3 separate regions of the Sus scrofa genome follow, and regions 1 and 2 are each linked to region 3. The links are chromatin contacts, called in public Hi-C maps. All regions are on one chromosome and are shown on one strand. The core of a region is the stretch at or near the end of the contact, and the rest is flanking DNA. Distances in the headings are between cores, read along the strand shown.

Evidence for each region. A called contact is a pair of places that touch in the nucleus more often than the background predicts.
Region 1: a contact with region 3 is called in a Hi-C map of liver, with 4 times the contacts expected there. The contact joins the promoter of CIDEB here to the promoter of DCAF11 in region 3. A contact is called at or near these places in 1 of 5 promoter capture datasets (liver), 2 of 47 Hi-C or Micro-C datasets (heart right ventricle and liver) and 1 of 2 datasets of contacts at active chromatin or transcription factors (alveolar macrophages).
Region 2: a contact with region 3 is called in a Hi-C map of liver, with 2.5 times the contacts expected there. The contact joins the promoter of ADCY4 here to the promoter of DCAF11 in region 3. A contact is called at or near these places in 1 of 47 Hi-C or Micro-C datasets (liver) and 2 of 2 datasets of contacts at active chromatin or transcription factors (alveolar macrophages and skeletal muscle).

The regions. Positions count from the first base shown.
Region 1 is chr7:74,981,182-74,984,455 of Sscrofa11.1, reverse strand. It overlaps CIDEB (cell death-inducing DFFA-like effector b), which reads right to left and starts at 1,515. Exons shown (of 5, transcript NM_001112688.1): 1 at 1,417-1,515; 2 at 761-905. The coding sequence starts at 1,457. It overlaps LTB4R2 (leukotriene B4 receptor 2), which reads left to right and starts at 645. Exons shown (of 4, transcript XM_021099204.1): 1 at 645-908; 2 at 2,296-2,543.
Region 2 is chr7:74,953,595-74,956,907 of Sscrofa11.1, reverse strand. It overlaps ADCY4 (adenylate cyclase type 4), which reads right to left and starts at 1,498. Exons shown (of 27, transcript XM_001927556.7): 1 at 582-1,498; 2 at 79-282. The coding sequence starts at 237. It overlaps RIPK3 (receptor-interacting serine/threonine-protein kinase 3), which reads right to left. Exons shown (of 10, transcript XM_001927424.4): 7 at 3,309-3,313; 8 at 2,719-3,081; 9 at 2,525-2,585; 10 at 1,653-1,991. The coding sequence ends at 1,852.
Region 3 is chr7:75,178,949-75,182,494 of Sscrofa11.1, reverse strand. It overlaps DCAF11 (DDB1- and CUL4-associated factor 11), which reads left to right and starts at 1,358. Exons shown (of 15, transcript XM_001928359.5): 1 at 1,358-1,957; 2 at 2,060-2,427; 3 at 3,319-3,446. The coding sequence starts at 2,273.

The sequences.
Region 1 (3,274 bases), core at 266-2,765, 200 kb after region 3:
TGCTTTGCCATCCCTTCAAATGGTTCCAGCTCATGGTGTTCTTTAGTTGTTGGGGGTTGCTCACCCAGGGCTGTCCTTTTCCTGTTAGTTCCTGCTTTGCTCCTACCACGTCACTGTCATCTCTCCCAGCTTCCCTCCACGCCATGCCTACTGGTTTGGAATTGAAAAGCCAGCCAGTTTCTCTTGAATGGTTATAGGCATTATGCTGAAGGGGCTTGTCACAATGGAGTCTTATCTCTAGTGTCCCACCTTCCTCTCCCTAACCCTCACAGAGTTCTCCAGAACTCTTTCTGGAAAGATCTTTTTGAATCTCCACTAGTGTCAAATATCTGTGTATCAACAGCCCTAGGGGGGTAGTTGTATTATTGTTCCCTTTTTACAGATGAAGAAACTGAAGTTTTGATATGTTGAAAAACTTCCCAGGGTTTGACTCAAGGAAGCCACAGATTCAGGGTTTTGAATTTGATACAAATTGCCATTCCATACCGAGTTCTAAAATCCATCCCTCCAACTCTCCCTACTCCTTCCCCATCCCCAAAGAAAAGCCTGTTCCAAAAAAAAAAAAAAACAAAACAAAAAAAAGGCGAAGTGACCCAAACAGCAGAAACCATTGGGTTCACACCCCTGCTTTTAGCCCTCAGAGGGAGGGGCAGCCCTGTCAGCCCTTTCTGTTCCTTTTTGTTCTTTATCTCAGGCTCTCGTTCTTCATCAGCCCCTTGGCTGTCCCTGCATTTGGAACCCAGGGACTTGGCTCACTTGCCTTGTCTAGCAGTTCCTGGCGGGTGGCGGCTGTCAGGCCTTTCCGGGTGGTCCGCTTGTGATCACAGATACGGAAAGGTCGCTGGGGTGGTGGAGTGGAGGTCCAGACCTTACGGCCTAAGTCGGAGCTCATGTTGGATACTGACCTGGTAGGTGAGAAGAACGATCAAGGAGGAGTGAGGGGTTCAGTGAGTGTGGTGGGTTGATGGGGGTGGGGTAACTGGAGAGTTAGGAAGGTTGGGAGGGAGGGATCTAGATTTGCAGATTAAAGTAGCCTAGGGGAGTCCCCACTATGGCACAATGGGATCGATGATCAGCCTCTTGGGAGCTGGGATGCAGTTTCATCCTTCCCTGGCACAGTGGGTTAAGGATCCCTCAGTTGCCACAGCTGCGGTTTGGGTCTCAACCTTGACTCAGATCTAATCCCTAGTCTGGACGCTCCAGGGTGGCCAAAAAAAAAAAAAAAAAAAAGTATCCCAGGGAGAGAACTTGGAGTTGGGGTAGGGGTTGGTTCAGGAGCTGGACAGACCTTTTGCTGCAAGTGGGGGCAGGAAGGGGAAGGGGTACAAATTCCAGAGCTTCCTGGGGGCTGAGTGGAGTGTTGTGGCCCTGCCCGTATCCCTAGAGATGGAGAGTGAGAGGAGGGTTATAAATCACCTGAGCAGGCCGCTGGGGTTCAGGGCAGAGAGGTACTCCATGGTGGAGGGAAGGAGCCTAAGAGTGGCCCGTCCTGGGAGTTCTGGGCTGGGTGGTTCTGCACTGGTTGGAGCTGAGCGCTGGCGTTTTCTGTTACAGACCCGGGATTTCAGCCCCGGTGAGGTGGGGGATGAGTCAGTCAAGCCCGGACTCTGCCCCCACACCTGGCCAGTAAGAAGGGCAAAGTCCAAGGGGAGGGAGGAGGGGAAGGGCCGAGATCTGGCCCAGAGGGGCCTGGGAAAAGCCATGGAAGTTTGTGTGTGTCACTAGTGGTAGTGTGTGATGTGAGGGTTAAATGGGAACTATTCGAGAGGATGGATTGTGATCTCTGGTGTTTTTCTTTATATGGAGGGAATTTCTAGGGACAGTTTCTAGTTCCCAACCTGTGAAAGCTGCACTGGAGATTTGCTCTGTACGTGCTGCCACCTACTGAAAAAGCCATGAACTGCAACATCAGGAAAAGGGAGTCCCAGCAGAGGATGGGCGGGGCTTGGAGAAAATAGGTGAGGCAGTGCACCTGGGTGGGGTGTGAGGGGAAGATGAGTCCTGATCCATGGATCCAGAATTACTAGGATCCTATCTGGGACCCTGGCCTTCCTACTTTCCTGCTCTTCCCGCTGTGGTCTAGGGGAGGGGCTGGCTTTCAACATTTCTCTGGCTTCATTCTCCAGAACTGCCTGCTTCAGCCATGCTGGATTAGTCGTTCTCCCACCTTTTTCCTTTGGCCCCTTAATAGGCATGAAGGAAGTGTGGATGGGGGGGGGCGGGGAGAGGGGTTGCATCCTTTGATGGCGTCAGGACTTCAGCTTTCGGTATCCCATGCCCCATCTCTGATTTCAGCTGCAGTTGTGATGAACAGTTGTGTGGAAGCTCATACTCTCACTGTCAGTGAACAGCTCCCATGAGCATAAGTCTCTCTGCTTTCCTGCCGAGGAGCCTTGTCTGAAGCCATGGCAGCTCAAGTCCCCTGACAAGTACAGGCTGCAAGTATACAAGTGTATAAGGGCATTAATGCCTCTAGGATAAACCTCAAACAGTGGGGAATGCAAGCTGGGCATGAATGCCTCCATCTTCCGTCTTTCTAGAAGGTATGCTGTGCACTCAGAGGTTCCTGATGCCCACTAAAGGAACTCAATAACATGCTCTCATTGGCTTTCCTCTTCCTTCTCTTCCCCTGTTCCCTCACTTCTGCTTCCCGAGAGCTGACCTTCCAAAAATAGGATTACCTGTACCCACGCCCTCAACTCAGGCTCTGCTTTGGAGGAAACTCAAACTGAGACAAGACTCCCAAAGAGGCCCCGTTTGGCTTTTGACAAAAAGGCTGGAGCCTTTTTTCCCCTTCCCTCAATTTTATCAATCTACCAAATTTATTTATTTCCAAGTTTTGCCAGGCCTCTCTACCCGGAGAAGTCTTCTTTTCAGTATATCTCAACACTTCACCCTTTCCTTTTTCCTTGCTTTGTATCCTGGTGCAGCCCAGCAGTGTGGCCTCTTCATGGTTGTGTGTTAGGACCCCTCAACCAGGTTATAAACCCCTCATACCCCCATGCATCCACCATTCCCTCTCCCCTGGATTTAACCCCATGCTTTACACTGAAGGCTTTCACTGACAGCCCCCTGAGAGTTGTGAGGGCAGAATGACTGGGGCAGGGCCCAAGACAAGAGGAGTGCGTAGAAAGCTGAGGATAAAGGGGGGTAAGCAGGCTCAGGAGTCTGAAAACAGGCAAAGATAGAGCAGCTGGGGAAGTGAGTAGTTGGGTCACCTTCTCTGCTGAGTGCAGGCCAGGGAGGCCAGAGAGCCTAAAGGCTACAGGGTGGG
Region 2 (3,313 bases), core at 249-2,748, 230 kb after region 3:
AATGTCCTCTAAGCAGTAACCCTCCAGCCGCCCCAGGGGAGGCACCCCACACCAAAATCCTCGTCCCCCTCTGCTCACCCTGCCACTGGCCCAGGCAACAGCGAGCAGTGCCAGGAGCCCGAAGAGCACGATCACCAGCAGCAGTAGCAGCAGCGGGTACTGCTGGCTCAGGCTGTAGTAGGTCTCGTAGAAGAGGTCTTCGCTGGGGGGCGGCCGGGGACTGAAGAGGCGGGCCATGGTCTCCCCAGCTCAGTGCTGCACGGCCTGGGGGTGGACCCCGGGCTGGGGAGGGCCAAAGTGGGTTATTGTCTGGCCCCTGCCAGCCTCAACTGTGCCCTTCTCACCGGGTCCAAGCCACTTCCACCCAGACCGCATGGCCTCGCAGCAATCCCATCTTCCAGGCACTCCCCGTGGCCTCCCTGCCCGTCTCCCAGTCCGAGGGGAGGGGAGTGCCCAATCCTTCACCCCTCCTCCCTCAAACCCAGACCGCAGAGGTGCCCTAGCAAAAGCCTCAGCACCAGGGGCAGGGGAGTTGGGGTGGAAGCAAAGGAGCCCCAGGTTCCCTCTTTCCCTCAACTCACTGCCCACGATGCTGCCGCAGCTGAACGGACTAACCCCAGGGCAGGTTCTGGAGTCACGCCTGTCTCTGGGCTGGTAGCTCTGAGCCCTGGGCCACAGGCGCTTCCCTCCCGGCGCCTCAGCCCCCTCCCACTTCCCTGATGGGACAGCCCGGCCCTTCCTGTGCCCTAGCCAGACTCCACAGGCCTCCTCCCCCAGTCTGATTGTCTCTCCCAGCACCAGGGCCTCCTCCCATCAACCCCTTCAAGGAATGAGAATGCAGACCATGGGGGTGCTGGGCCAGTATCAAAATGGACTCAGAACCTTGGATGTGGGGAGACTGAGGGAGGGCTGGAAGGAAGACTGGCAAAAATGCAGGGAAGAAGCACATGGTGCTGTATGGGAGCTAAAGTCTAGGTCAAGATGAGAGGGCTGCTCATTCCCTGCCCCTCCAGACTGGGTGGCAGTGCTGTGGCCCCATCTGACCGGTCCATGCTCCAGTGATGTCCAACTCCAAGGGAGGGGTGTGTGTGTAGCTTTGTGGAGCCATTGCTCTCCACTCCTAGACACCAGCAGGGAATCAAAGGGTTCTGAGGCCTCCGTGTTACAGCAATGTGTGCGTGGGTGTACCTGGGGGAGGGAGTGGTAATATGGAGGCTGACCTGTGAGAGACTAGGGGCATCGTGCAGGGCAAAGATGTGCTGGGGACTGCGAGTTCCCATGGAGAACCCCCTCCCCAGGACCCCACTGCCAAGCCTCCATAGCCCACAAGAAAAGGTGGGTGGCTGGGCCACAGCCTCTACATCCAGGGTTTGGTTTGGGGTGGGGTCTTGACCTGCCCTACAGGAAATGCTTTGCCCTGAGATTAGAGCAGCCCCAGGAGATAGGCCTCCAGGATTCCTTCCTGCCACCGGCTGGGCCTTGACCTTGTGTGCCACAACATTGCCCATTCCCAGCATCCTGCTTCCGGTTGGTTGTGGTCCGTGGTTGTGGTTGAAGGGCAGTACCTCCCACTCCCTCGATGTCAGCTCCCCGGTCTCTCATCCATGTCCCTTTCCCTCCCCTGGCTGAAGCTTTAGCCTCCTGTACAGTGCTTGGGCTAAAATTCCACCAAGTTTATTGAGTCCTGGGGGAACAAAGACAGTTCGGGTACAGGCCTAATGACCCTCAGAGAATGCTGGGTTTTCCAGAAGGCAGTTCAGAAGCTGCTTTGATACTGCTATCATGATACCAGCCCTGTGGCCCACTCCAGGCTTCCGTTTCTTGCAGTCCTTCTTTCTAGTTGTTTGAAAGCTACTTGTGCTGGGGGCCCTTCTTCATGCCCCAAGGTACCGGGCCCCGCGTGGATGAGGCAGTTCTTCCTTTTATAACCATGTAGTTGCTGTTTCCAATCTGCACCCCTTGGTTGTAAAGTAACTGAGAAGACCATGGCCCTTTAAGAGAAACAGTGATGCTCGAGGGAGGGTTAAAGGGTACAGATCTGAGAGTCTAAGCGAGGAGGAGCGGCAGGGTGGGGGGCAGCGGCACCTTGTGTTCACCCTGGGGAAATGCAAGTAGGCAGTCTCTGGGCCTGCCCACGACTGTGTCAAGGAGTGCCTTGGGTCTTCCCTTTCGGGTTTCAGAATTGGGTTTGCAGAAGCTCAAGAGGAGTGGCAACGAACATCTGAGACGCTGACATTTGGGTCTTTTCTGCTGGGTGGCCCTCTGGGCCTACATAGCAGCAATGGAATTTAGAGGTTCACAGAGCTGGAAAGTCAGAAGGCTCAGGGGCAAATCCAGGCTTTGCTGTGTGACCTAAGTGGGACCCAATCCCAGTTTCTTCATTTATAAGATGAGAAAGTTGGGGTAGGTGACCTCTAGCCCTTTCTCATCCCCCTCCCCAAGTACCCTGGATCTATATTTGATCTTGAGGAAGAAGCTGGTGGAAGAATTGAGCAGAGGAAAGGAGGGAATGGGGAATGGGTACCTGATATTGGATTTGGCCCTGGTGCCATGGGAGACCAGTTGGTGCCACGTCTTTCAGGCCCCTACAGACAACACAGTGCCATCAGGCTCCCTGTCCCTGGGCCTGTTCCCCTACTGCAGCCCCAAGTTTTCCCTGGCAAGGGGACAGGATTCACAGGAGTCCTAGTGCATCCTTGAGTCCTGCCAAGGTCTCACCTGATTCTCTTGGGGTCCAGGGCCTGGGGGCCAAGCTGAGGTGTGGCTGGGCTTCTGGCTCATGAAAGGTAAGGTCTCTGGGGTTTGAGGAGGTTGGGCTGTTGAATCTGAAGGTATCTCTGCTGTCCAGGTAGGCTGAACCTGCTCTTTCTGGGCCCTGATCCTCTCAGGAGGGTTTGTACATTTTTCAGGAACAGAGCTGGGGTACTCCTCCAGGTTCAGGCTGTTCATCATTTCAGAGACCACAGAATCATGGCTTCCTGTGCTCCCCCTAAGGCCATCCATTTCTGGACTTTCCAGGCCTGGCTCACGGACAGACAACAAGCTGCTGCTGCTCTTGTGCTCAGACAAGAACTCCTTCACCTGTAAGGATGGAGAGCTGGTTGGGCATGGAGGTGGGAGAGCCAGGGTTAACCCAAGGGAGGAGCCTCTTGGCCCATGTCCATTGCCTGGGAACTCAGGGATGGGTTGGGGGGAGTGGGCATGAGAGTCAAGGCTTAGAGAACAACAGTCAGCGGGGAGTCATTGGGTGGCCAAGGAAGCCATGCTGTGCCTTCCCTGCCCAGCTCCTAGGGGTGCTAGACACTCACTGTGG
Region 3 (3,546 bases), core at 109-2,608:
TGTGTCTACCATATGAACCATAATTTATTTAACCTGTAGCAGTGCGTTTGGATCTTTTGTTTCCAGTGTCTTACTACGGTCAATAATTGCTCTGTGGGGAGTTCCCTGTCATGGCGCAGCGGAAACTAATCCAACTAGAATCCAGGAGGACGCCTGTTAGATCCCTGGCCTCACTCAGTGGGGTAAAGGATCCGGCGTTGCTGTGACTGTGGTGTAGGCCGGCAGCTGTAGCTCCAATTTAACCCCTGGCCTGGGAACCTTCATATGTCGGGGGGGGGGGGCGGCCCAAAGAGCAGAAGAAAAAAAAAAAAGAATTTCAAAGTGTGATAACAGAACATTAAACCAAGCGTGGGTTCTGTACAGGTCGCACACCCATGAAGCTGGCCCTGGTGACCAGAGATAATAAGCTAGCTCTGATCTAGCGATCTAGAAACCAAGGGGTATCACCAGAAGGATAACCACACCCTCGCCTACCCAGGGAGAGTGAGCCCCAGGAGAGCCCAAATTAAAGCCCGCCTCCCTCATCCCTCCTGCCCTCAGGAGGCTCTGGGCAGCACTTTTAATTAAGCGTCCCGGCTGGGGGCACTGAGAGGCAGCTTGGACCCCGGGCCTAGGCGCCCAGCACGGTCAATCGACCCACAACCCCCCAGCCTGGGCGAGGATCCCTAGGTACACAAGTCTCGTCCTTGAACTCTGCCGAGTTACTCATAAACCCGGAGGAAGGGGTAGGAGGGGGTAGGAGGCGCCGCGCGTGCACACCCTGGTCCTGCGCAGAGGCGCCCCAAGGACAGAGGGTCTAAGGAAAGTCTTCGAATCCTCCCAGGGTTAGGGTTAGGGTTAGAATCAGAGGCGAACTGACCATAATGAAAGGTCAGTGAGGACCCGCGGATGCACTAGGGAGCGTCTACAAAGACTGCGAAGCCAGGGGTCATCTAAAAAGTTGCCTGAGTGACTAACGGAAGGTCTAGAAAGGGCGGTCCCCAAGAGAACAAGGCTTCCGGAAGCTACGCCCGGAAGGGAGGGTGTGAAGGCCTAGGTGCATCTGTGACGCGAACGCATTCCCAAAAGAGCCGCGCACCGCTTAGGACCGGACCGGCTGAAGCTGCAGCCTGAGAAAAAAAGCAGTGCTAGAGAGCGAAGTGGGGGCGGGGGAGGGGGTCGTGCCTAGGGGAGGAAAGAGAGGCCCCTTAGAGATCCTCTGAAAAGTGCGAAGCTAAATGTTGTTAAGGGACTGACAGCAAATTATTTCCCTTGTTAAGACACCTCTGGGCAGCGAATCACAAACTTCTTTTGTAAGCCCCGCCCCTCGCCCATGAGGTCTAGTTCCGTTGTTTCTGATTCAAGAAGCAGCCAGTTCCGCACTTAACGCCTCCCAACCAGAAGCGACCGCTCCTCCTGGATCGCGCGCTTTCCCCTCCCCTAGCACTCATCACACACTTTCTCCCGCCCATCTGTCAATCACCGCTCTCAGCTGTCCAGTGAGCGGGCCAAGGGGGCGGGGCCGTCAGGGGCGTCGCGTGACGTTGCAGTCCGCCGGCGGCAGAGCCTGGAGATGCGTGACGAAGGAAGCGCGTGACGAAGGAGCTGTTGGCCGACGCCGGAGGGCAGTCGGTGTAAACAAGGCCTTGCGCCGCTGCGGGTCCTGAGACCTCTCCTGGCTGGTGGGTGGTCTCTCGCAGGCCTACCCCCCTTAGCTTACACATCCCTGGCACACCACGTGGGCGTGAGGCGAGGAAGGAGGGGGTTAAGTGGAGTTTTAACTTCATTGGTTGTCGCTGCCGCCGGCTTTTGGGAGGGAGTGTGCTGATTGGCCGGTAAGGGGGGCGTCGGGGGGTCCTAAGGCTTCTGATTGGTTAGATGGGATAAGCTAATGAGGCGCTTTCTTCTGCGAGGGTTTTTGATTGGTCGGCCTGAGAGGTTACCTGGGAATCCACCCCACCCTCAGGGACTTTGATAGGTGAGTTTGAGGTAGAAAACTGAGAAATTCCTCTTCAAAGGATTCTTACTGGTGAGCTAAGGTCACGCCCTAGACTTCACTCTGTTTTTTTTTGCTTCACAGGATTGGGAAAGGTTTGTGTTCCCGAAGCTTTGGGAGTTGTTACAGGCCAAGGAGAAGGGTTCTCAGTCCCTAAGAAGTGTAGCCTTCCTAGTTATAGCTACCGCCGTACCTCAGGAGACCCTGGTATTTCTAGAGCAGGGTTTGCTTTCATCAAACCCAAGGAGGTGACAGGAGGAGTCCCTGCACAGGACTTAAGGATGCTGTGACCAGAAGATGGGATCACGGAACAGCAGCAGTGCAGGAACTGGGTCCGGAGACCCCTCCGAGGGCTTGCCCCGAAGAGGGGCTGGCCTGCGTCGGAGTGAGGAAGAGGAAGAGGAGGATGAAGATGTGGATCTGGCCCAGGTACTGGCCTATCTCCTACGCAGGTAACTTACCCTCTGGTGTGTCCCCACCAGGCGCCACCACAGTCCCTTGATCCCAGCTCCAATCAGGGAAGTTACAGATAATAGGAAGTGGGATTATCCCAGGACTACCTTTCTGTTTGAGCAGAACATCCCTCCCTGCTGGACACTCAGGGCACTCAGCTTCATACCCAGTAAGAGTGGGTTTTGCCTAGGGAGGGTCAGCTAGATGACTTGCTCTTATGTTTGAGGGAACTGTTCAGGGGAGTCTTTTTAGTTATGACTACACAAATGTAGATTATTTTTCACGTAAATAAGAAATGGGGGGGGCGGTTGCCTGGTGGAAAAGGAATGATGTGAGGGTTGAAAAGTGCTGGGAAGGTGGGTATTGAACTTTAGTGAAGTTATTGACACATGATATGAGGCCATGTGGATTTACTGGAAAAACAAGTTTAAATTAACTCTAATCCTGTTTTTGAGGAAAGATTGCTTTGAGGGAAGTGACCACCAGGAATTGACTGGAAAGGGGTGCAACTGGCTTTGGTTCTTAGCTATGGCTTCTTGGGGAGAAAAAAACCTTGGGAGTCCCTTCAGAACACCATGTTCTATGCTGAACTCCTTGGGCAGAGGCTTGGAAGGAAATGCTCTCAATTTTTAGCTCTCTGAGGAGTCAGCTAACCCCGTGTGATGTCGGGGTTTTTCTACTCCTGCTATAAGATGGAGAACTTATTGCCTAGTGTGTCTTATAGGAGACTGAAAATAACAGCCAAGGTCTTGTCAGCCCCCACCCTCAAAATGGCTACAGAATGAGAGTTTGAGGACTAGGTAGTCTAAGAACTAACATCACCACTGACTCTGAATTTGGTTGATTTGGGGATGGGATACTCCCCTTTATCATGGGGGCTCTCTCCACAGAGGCCAAGTGAGGTTGGTGCAGGGAGGAGGTGCGGCAAATTTACAACTCATCCAGGCCCTCTCAGACTCAGAGGAAGAGCATGACAATGCCTGGGATGGTCGTCTCGGAGACCGATACAACCCACCTGGTAAGAGGAAAGACATAAATCAACTATACTTTAATTTAAAAAAATTAAAAAAGAGGAAGGGCAGACTGAAACTCCAACATCAGAAGACTTTCATCAGAGG